3 separate regions of the Mus musculus genome follow, and regions 2 and 3 are each linked to region 1. The links are chromatin contacts, called in public Hi-C and promoter capture Hi-C maps. All regions are on one chromosome and are shown on one strand. Each heading gives the region's core, a stretch centred on a gene start, on an enhancer-like site or on the middle of the called end of the contact. The rest is flanking DNA. Distances are from core to core; before and after follow the strand shown. Region 1 holds the start of Alg14 (asparagine-linked glycosylation 14). Region 2 holds the start of Usp53 (ubiquitin specific peptidase 53). Region 3 holds the start of 4933405D12Rik (RIKEN cDNA 4933405D12 gene).

Region 1 (3,028 bases), core at 247-2,746:
ACATTTGCATACATCATAAATATCATTAGTGTGTGTGTAGTCACTCATCACATAATGATGTTTTAGTCAATGACAGGATATTGGTCACATGACATTAAAAAGGAACAGAAAATTCCTTATTGTCTAGTGACACAGCAACCATAACACAGTAGCCCAAGGTAATCTATGAACAAATTCACTGTGCTGCCTGCAATATAAAAAAGTACAATATAGGGGCTGGTGAGATGGCTCAGCGGTTAAGAGCACTGACTGCTCTTCCAAAGGTCCTGAGTTCAAATCCCAGCAACCACATGGTGGCTCACAACCATCCGTAACGAGATCTGACGTCCTCTTCTGGTGTGTCTGAAGACAACTACAGTGTACTTACATATAATAAACAAGTCTTTAAAAAAAGTACAATATATACTACTATATACAGTTCATAACATTTGATAACAATAATACACAACTACATTACTAGTTTGTGTATTTTTATTAGTGTGTATTTTTTTTAAAGCTACTGTAAAACTGTATGGTCTCCTGCAGAGGCTGCCTTAAACACCTCGAATTTACTGTGTGTCTTGACTGCATCATTTTCTGTTAGGCAATGGTTTTGTTTTACTGTCCCTGGAGCAATAGGTTATAACATATGTATTCCAGACAGCATTGATATAGGTTTGGGTATCACCTTGGTTGTTTAAAGTTGAGTCGTGTTTAACTATACACTCGTCAAAACTGTTCATCTAAAATTTTAAGTTTTAAAATGTTCAGAGCTGACTGGACAGTTTATTACTCATATCCTGTCACTCTGGAGGTATCGTCGTATGGAGTGTCCACGTTTTTATCCTCAGGGACTTTGCGCATTCATAAGTGCGACAACTCTACTTCGTTTACCATGTAATGTTCACATTTCTTAAACTAAGTACAAAGACCTAGAATTAATAACGCACAGCAGCAAAGAGGGCAACAATATGTCAGCATCAAAAGGCTTCGGCGTACTCCGTCGCTAATTATTTGTTAGAAAGCAGTACACTACAGAGAGGCTTAATTACAGACAAGTGTAAATGACCTGTCTTAATGACAGGCGGCTGGGTGGCGTCAGCTAACCAGCATTTTTTCCTGCCTGGGGTGGCCGGTTCCGGGAACGCAAAGAAACTACAAATCTCAGCATGCAGCGCTCCTAAAGGCGCTAAGAAGGGCGAAGAGAGTCGCGATGCATTCTGGGGTTTGTAGTGCCTAACTCAAGACCGTCGGCCTCCGCCCGGATACTTACCGGATCCAGCCACGATCAAGAGTCTGAGAGACTCTCGGGGAGTGACGTGATGGGGCCCAAGCACGGTCCATAGTCGCTGGAATAGCAAGATCACTAGCCCTGCGGCTGTAGCAGCTAGAATCAGAATGCTCAGCATTCAAAGGATGGCGCATGCGTGTAGACCTGGCGCCAGCGGTTAAAGTTTGCAAGCACCGCGCTTAAGAGCAAACAGGGAGCAAAGCGCCTCTCTGTGGGCGGGGATGGTCTGCACTGGGCGGAGCTTGCCAAGTTGGGCGGTCAAAGTTCAGAAGTGTGGCTCTGATTGGAAAACGCAGAACGACGCGTCTCTTGCGTCTCAGTGAGCCGGGTTTGTCCGTGATGGGTGGGGCTAAGGGCAGTTTGCCCAGGAAGCGCTACAAGGAACAGTAATGGTTTTGTTACCCGAGTTTGTGCTGCAGTTGTGTAGTTGGAAAGTTAAGTGCTGGAGAAGTTTGATTTCTGCCAGTGGCGAGGTCAAACTACATGTATGGTAGAAGGACCACGAAGCCCCGGGTTAGTAGCTGCTCCTGTCCTGCCAGGTTTTGCCTGAGGCTCCTGGCATACATCACTACTTCCTTTCTTCCTTACGGGTTCCAAGACAAACCGAACTAGAAAATTTTTGCCAGTCAGAGGCATACTCTTAGGGGGAAAACATTCAAATCCGCCCTTTCCTGACATTTATGTTTTCTAGACAGTTTCACAGATCTCAAACTATAACCAGAATCCGGATCACTTCAAGCTATGTCATATTCCTGGGAGGATTGGAAACCCCTTGGCTTCAGGTAGCAAGGGAGGAAGACATAGCCCTGCAGTTAAGTTTATCACAAAGCATTTCTGGCTTATTCCTCCCGCGGTCCTCTGAAATGATAGACTTCCACTGCCCACTCTAATCCCAGTTGTGCGTGCGTTTGTGAACTTAGCCTAAATTACAGCAAAATAAAACCTCTTGACAACAAACATTCCTTCAGACCCTTATGGGGTTACAGATTGAATAGGTCAGGCATGCAGACAGGTCGAGAAAGGTGCTACAAATTGGCCTAAATGCAATAATGTCATGTCTAGAATTAGAAACCAGAAATCCTAACTCCTGCTGCCTAAGAATGCTACACCATATGGTCCGTTGTTAAATTCAGTTTGGATTGACGATCACATTTACCTGGAGCCTAGAATGCTTTTGGGAGCGATACTGAGTCAGAAGTTCCAGGAAGGCGCCCTGAGATCTCCTTATAAAGCTAGGTGTGTTGGTTCCCGAGTCAGCAAACTGCTTGGGAGATTTCCTGACTGTATCTCTATCTTGTTGATATTATAGCACGGTGCCTGTGGGCTCTTTCATCACTCCTTCTTAACCTCATTCTTTACAGTCAGGTTCTATGTAAATGTTACTCTTTGAATTACAATAGGGAAATAGATTACACAAAAGTTAATTTGCCTGAGGTTATTTATGTGATGAAAATCAATAAGAATGCCAGACTTTTAGACAGATATCATTTGTGGCTCAAGGGCTGGGGGGGTGGGGGTGGGGGCGGGGAGACAGCACAAAGGTTAAGAGCACTGGTTGCTTTTCCAGAGGTCCCAGGTTCCAGGCCGAGAACCCACATGGTGGCTCACAACTTTCTGCCACTCTGGTTCTAGGGGATCAGATGCCTTCCTCCCAACCTCTGCAGGCACACACATGGTGCCCAGAGATAATCCAGGCAAAACACATACACACATAGAAACAACAACAACAAATCATTGAAAACGAAAATAAGGCAGAGA
Region 2 (3,028 bases), core at 317-2,816, 1.7 Mb before region 1:
GGGTAGTACATTCCTCAGTCTGAGTTATCAGAAAGAGGTATGCTGGTACTAGGAAGTGCTGGGCTTCACCTAGATGATCTAGTGTATTCTCTGACACACCAAAGCTACTCCCTTGTAGGAACCCTTAACCAATGTGGTGAAGATGGTTCCTTCATAATTTAGGTCTGCTCACCCAGGGACTGTTTGAATCTAACCCCCAACATTCACCTCACATCGAGGAACAGTAATTCTGAGTTAATACAACCACACTGTGACCTTCCTAACTACCATTTTTTTTTTTTCCTGGGGGAACAAGGCGTTCAGATCTTGTTACGTCAAGAGTAGGACATTAACATAACTAAACCTGGACTGCTTGTTCCTTGGTCTATTTTTAAGACATATTTAAGGCACTCATGTAAAATACATCCGAGAATACACAATATAGCTGAAGGGGAAAGAGGTGACAGAAGATATATTAAACAACACCTCAAAACAGAGTGCACCCGAGAGGAAACAGTATGGTGCCAATTCTTTACATTTCTAAGAGCTGGTTTCTCCGGCTCCTTCCCGTCGAGGTTTTAATGTTAATGTTGAGGACGGCGTCTATGGCTTCATGTTACTTCTTTTATGTGGTACATAATAAATTCTCACTGATCCCGGGTCAAACACAATAACCTCACTGCATGTCACCCACCAACCTGCAGGGTCTCCCTCATGCGATTTCTTCAGGTAAACTGGAGTCCCCTTTGAGTTTATCTAAGTCAACTTTTATGACTCACGCCAGCTTTGGAAATGTCTTCCAAACCTACATCTACCTTTTTGAGTCATCTTAATCATCAGCCAGGTTTTTTTTTCCCCCCTTTGTTTTGTTTTTCCTTTTAATTATCATCCCAAATAAAAGTTTCCCAGACAAAGGCTAGTCTGGTTCGCAGCAGCAGCAGCTTGCAACTCAAAACCTGCTCCACATCGCGGAGAGGATGCTGCCAAAATTTCTGACAAATACTAACTGGGTCAGCGCGGTTATGAAGACGTTCGTTTTATTAGTGGTCACGAAAGCCCCACTTAGGGAAAATACATTCGCGCCAAAGGACACCATTCAACTGCAAACAGACCGTACCGACTCCCTAAGGGGACCGCCGGGGTGCCGACCCAGCAATGGCTGAAACCCACAGAACCCCGGCTCAGATCCCCGCGCATCCGCACTCAGGCTGCAAAGCCGCCAACCAAGGCGGACGACGGCGGGACGCCCGCGTCTGCCGTGGAAATCCGCCGCAGTCCCCAGCCCACCACGCAGCCGCTCGCCGATCCGCCACGTCCCGTCTCACAGCCCGCCCCGCGCGCCACCCCCGCGTCGGGGCAGAAGCCCGAGCCCTGCTCTCGCGGGATCTCGCGCCTCACACAAGCCCTCGGAAAGGGAGCATCACCCGCGGGAAAGCCGGGAACTCACGTGCGGGGGCGGGGCGGGGCGGGGCGAGACGAGGAGGCGGGCCCGGCGCAAGGGGGCGGGGCGTCCTGACGCGGGGGAAGGCGGGGTCCAGAGACCTGTTGATCGCAGGTGTCACTGCCCAGACCGGCCCCTGGGTCTTGGGCGTGCGCGCATGCTCTGCGCGGGTCTGGCGGCTGAAAGCGGCGGTGTGGCCGTCTGTCCCTGTGCGTGTCGCTTTGCCTGTCACGACGTTGTGGGTGTCGGCGCGAGGCGGAGCCGGGCCAGTGGGACTGGAAGGGCTACGGCGCCGGGAGGTAGAGCTTGGGGTGAGTCGCGGGAGCCCCCGCTGGGCAGAGGGCGGAGGACTCTCGGTCCCCACGGCCTGGCCCCGCTCGGGCGCGCTAACCCGGGTGGCCGCAGGCTGAGGGCGGGATTGGGCCGGGTCGGGATGCGCTGGCCAGGCTCCTGCGGTTCCCGGTGCAGCCCCACAGCTGCCGGAGCACTGAGCCTTCACCAGGGCTCCAGCGTGATTGGCGTTCCTCCTTGGCGGAGCAGACTGGATTGGATGTGATAGAATCTTGGCTTGGTTGGTTTCTCAGTAGCTGGACAGACGGACGGAGTTAATGTTTAGCTTCTAAACGGCGGTTTACGGTACAATTACCAAACTACTCGCCGGCGGCGCGGGGGAACAGGAAGTGCCTGCGCAGGTGTAACCGGGAGGATGTGAAGCCCTGCAATCTGAGCCTGTTTTGAGGTTTTGTTATTCTCCTGGGGTTTGTTTTCTCCGTGCAGATCCCGATAAATGCTTGCAAAAACGTACTGCACGTCCTTATCTGCTTGCGGTCTTCCATAGCTGGAAACATATTCTTTCCTCCAAATATATTTTCAAGGCTACTTTTGAGGTACATGGGCAGTAAACCTAAGTTCTCTGTGGTGAGCCCTGGAGCTTGTTTAAGACCAGGCACGCTGATTTTCACCTTTAAAAGGTGGAGCCAGTGCTGACACGAAGTTATGATAGAATGGATTGGTGACATTGATAACTTGTCAGTTTTATTTTCTGTTGTTTTCAATTCTGTGTCGATGATGGTCGAGGCAGAGATCCCTCATCCTATTCTGTTAAAGAAAAAAGGAAAAAAAAAATAGTGAAGAAAGGGTCTTCAAAAGTAATGTGTGATTTATCTGCTATTGTCAGAAGAATTCCTAATAGATTTTCTGCGGGCAAGAGTTGTATGGAAAATAAGGTTTTTGACTTATCTTTTAGAGACTTTTAAAGTGAGCTCCTTTGGACAACTTGCTATAAACTTACAGAAGTGATTTGTTTAGTTTGTAAATCGAATCAATGTATTAAGTATTTTTCCCAAAGGATAAAAAACAAGAGACCCTCCAAACAAGCCTTTTCCTTAGGATTTTTTTTTTTATTTATAAAGTTGTCTATCGAACTCATGATACGTGGCACTAACAGTTTATTACTTTAAAGGCGTCACTTTTTTTTTTTAAATAAAAGTGCCATTTTAGTGGTAGGACACATTTTCTACTTATTCTTGCCCTTTAGTAAGAAAGCACCCCCCCCCACACACACACACAATGCCCTTACAGTTTCACTATGTGCTCTGATTCAAAATA
Region 3 (3,028 bases), core at 281-2,780, 1.6 Mb before region 1:
TGAAAAACAGGTTTTAAACATATGATAGTACTTTAGTGAGGTCAAGGGCTGAAGAAAAGGTTAGATAGAGGTGCCGAAGTCAGCTGCTGGAGTCCTCTTCATTCAAGAGTCTATAGTCGTTTTCAAGATTCACTCCAGAAGCCCCATTCTTGACTCAGCAAACCGGTCTGTAAAAACCAAATACTTGTTTCCTTCATCTGCTTATTTTGACATTTAGTGGGACGCTGAACATAGATACTGCTAGCCTATCCCTACATAATTTACACTATTGATAAGGAAAACTAAAGGCCTACATTATTAAGTCATGAATTTTCTACCCAGAGGTGAAAATGAGATCATTAAAAATAACTAAATAATAAATCACTGTTCTTGAAATGTCTATACCAAAATGACTTAACGAGTTTTTATCAAAAAACTGTTTATCTTTTCAAACCCCCCCCCCATTCTCTGCCTTCTAATTTGCCACAAAACCGAAAAAATGAGAGCCAAAGAAACCCAAGATACTCCATTCTTTGACAGATGTAGGACTGGGGATACTCTGGAAGATAATACGCGTTTATCTGCATAAGTTATGGACAAGTTAAGTTTACAAGGCTTGCTTTGGGCTAAGCATTTTAAGCAGGCGCACAACACTCAAATCACTTTAGATATAATCACATTTAACCTGTCATGCTCTATTTTTTATTACTTACGATATTTATTTACTTTTATTTTTATTAGTTTTTAGTAATTATTTTTTATTATTTACGATAGATCTAATTATGGGTATAGGTTTCTAACACTTAACAGTTCGTTTGTGGTGATGAAACAGACAAATATGGGAAGTCAAGTTTTCTCCACACTCCTCTTGCCACTGGGGTGTCAAGGAAATCCATTTTCGCTCTTCCAACTCCGCCATCTCTAGCTGCCGTCCCTCCCTCCCTCTCCGAGAAGACTGAAGCAGCCGCCAGCTTCCTAAGCTCTTCAACTCTGCAACTCAGGATACTCACCAGGGCAAGAGGTACACGAAGACGAACAAGGCCAGGTCGAAAAGGATGAAGAGCCAGAGATCCAGCCAGTAGGAGTGTTTCGGAAGCCCGTTCATCCCGGACTGAGGTGCCTCATCTTGGTTCCTCCTTCCAGCTTCGAACGAGCCCCTCCGTTCCCGGACACCGTCGGTACCAGACGCCGCCTGGCTCACCTCCATCTCCGCGTCGTTTCACTTCCGCGCAACTGAGACCAAACCTGAAGACCGCTTCGCGCCCAGTCTAGCAACCAATTCCGGGTAACCCCGCCAATCGACTAGGCGCCCCGCCCCCGCCGCCGCGCCCCGCCCCGCCCCCGCGTCCCCGCCTTCCGGACTGCGCAGGCGTCCTCCCTTTCTAGGAATTCGCCTTCTTCGGCATTCCCGGGAACGCGCAGACTCCGCTGGGCCGGCTGCTCTTGGCGCAGGCGCTCTGTTCCACCACCCCTCCTCGCCCCCCGAACTTGGCGAAGGTGTCTGCCCCGCCTCCCCGACCGCACGCATGCGCTCTGTGCCCCGCCCCGTTGCTTCCTGGTGGGGTGTCCCCTTGCGGTGTTCAGAGGTGGTTTCTAAGGTGCAGGTGAGCTCTCTCACGTAGCTCAAACGCTGCCTTGCAGGGTGCATTACTGGTTCTCCCGGTTTCTGGGATGAAAACTGTCTCAACTCCTTTTCTCTGAGATGATGCCAGAACTTCAGGAACCGCCTCAAAGGATTCCAGCCTTGCCCACCCACAAAAGTAGTCTTTTTATAAACATGAGCGTGTGGGGGGATGTTTTTCTTTCTTCCTCCCTTCTTCCTTCCTTCCTTCCTTCCTTCCTTCCTTCCTTCCTTTCCTTCCTTCCTTCCTTCCTTCCTTCCTTCCCTTCCTTCCTTCCTTCCTCCCTCCCTCCCTCCCTCCCTCCCTCCCTCTCTCTCTTTCTTTCTTTCTTCCTTCCTTTTAAAAAACTAGATCGTGAGATTCTCTGATAATAACTTTGGAGACGACAACATTGTGTGACAATGTAAAAAGGTTGGCAGACCCCGTAGAATCATCTCTCCAATACACGTAAACTTTTTGGTTTCTTACATGTTTGGGAAGTGTGTACAGTTTGAGAACTTTGGATGATTTTGTACAGACTTGAGCGATTTGCTCATAATTTTTGAAACAGTTTTGATGAGGTGGACGTTGTAAGGGTCCATGATTCGCTGAAGAATGATACTCCAGACTCAAGTAGTTTGTAAACACACAGAGTGTTTTATTTTGTCGAAGTCCAGCATGCTGGAGTCTCCCATTACCAAGTATGCTCGCTGCACATTGGGGGAATTCTCGGATAGATGGGCTTTGTCTTACTCTTATCTCGGGCATTCCAGAAGCATAACCTTGGTGTGGTGGCTAGAAACTTGCCTGAGGAATCCTGGGGTAGGTGGCCTTATCTACTCTCTCTTAAGGACATTCTGAAACTATTGCCTGGGTGTGAGGGCTGAAAACCCATTGTCCTTGCTTCAGGCCAGGTTGGGTTTTTTTTTTTTGGGGGGGGGGGGGTCGTTTCTGATGGTAGGGCACTTTCTGACTAGCTGCCTGAAGCCTAGGATTTTAGGCCTAATCCCAGGAACTGCCAATTAGAAGTCTGTCATGGAATTAGCCTGTCTCAATTACAGTCACGAATTTTCAGAAGGCTCAGATAAGGTAAAGCGTGGAATTTACATAGGTATTTCATGGGAGTATTTTAATAAGCCACTCAACTCTATGTCAGAATATCCTGTAACCATTAGATAAAAACCTGTTGGAGTCTACTAACTTAGCAGCCCACTAACTTATACCAACCAAGTAGCCCTGATAGCATCGTGGGCTTACAGAAGAGCTTTCTCCTTTCCTAAATCAGCCTTTCTAAAGTACCCACCAGTGTATTTTGGGCTTGCCTTGTTTTATTACTTTCTTGGTTCTGTGAAGCAATTTTAAAAACTTCACGAAACTGTTTCCATGTGGGAATATGGAATTGGGTAACAGATATAGATCTGTGTCCCCATGGCCATTCAGGGTGGCTC

The links. Hi-C and Micro-C count contacts between places; a contact is called where the count stands out from the background. Capture Hi-C pulls out chosen DNA fragments and counts their contacts.
Region 2: a contact with region 1 is called in a Hi-C map of CD8 T cells, with 4 times the contacts expected there. The contact joins the promoter of Usp53 here to the promoter of Alg14 in region 1. A contact is called at or near these places in 3 of 484 Hi-C or Micro-C datasets (CD8 T cells and uterus) and 2 of 9 other capture datasets (adipose tissue and liver).
Region 3: a promoter capture Hi-C map of liver shows a contact between it and region 1, with 2.2 times the contacts expected there. The contact joins the promoter of 4933405D12Rik here to the promoter of Alg14 in region 1. A contact is called at or near these places in 1 of 39 promoter capture datasets (pre-B cells) and 2 of 9 other capture datasets (adipose tissue and liver).

What each region holds. Positions count from the first base shown.
Region 1 is chr3:121,290,208-121,293,235 of GRCm38.p6, reverse strand. Alg14 (asparagine-linked glycosylation 14) reads right to left here and starts at 1,496. Exons shown (of 4, transcript NM_024178.3): 1 at 1,253-1,496. The coding sequence starts at 1,388.
Region 2 is chr3:122,982,985-122,986,012 of GRCm38.p6, reverse strand. It overlaps Usp53 (ubiquitin specific peptidase 53), which reads left to right and starts at 1,566. Exons shown (of 16, transcript NM_133857.3): 1 at 1,566-1,731.
Region 3 is chr3:122,922,618-122,925,645 of GRCm38.p6, reverse strand. 4933405D12Rik (RIKEN cDNA 4933405D12 gene) reads left to right here and starts at 1,530. Exons shown (of 6, transcript NR_046036.1): 1 at 1,530-1,583. It overlaps 1810037I17Rik (RIKEN cDNA 1810037I17 gene), which reads right to left and starts at 1,249. Exons shown (of 2, transcript NM_024461.2): 1 at 990-1,249; 2 at 1-167. The coding sequence starts at 1,186. The coding sequence ends at 167.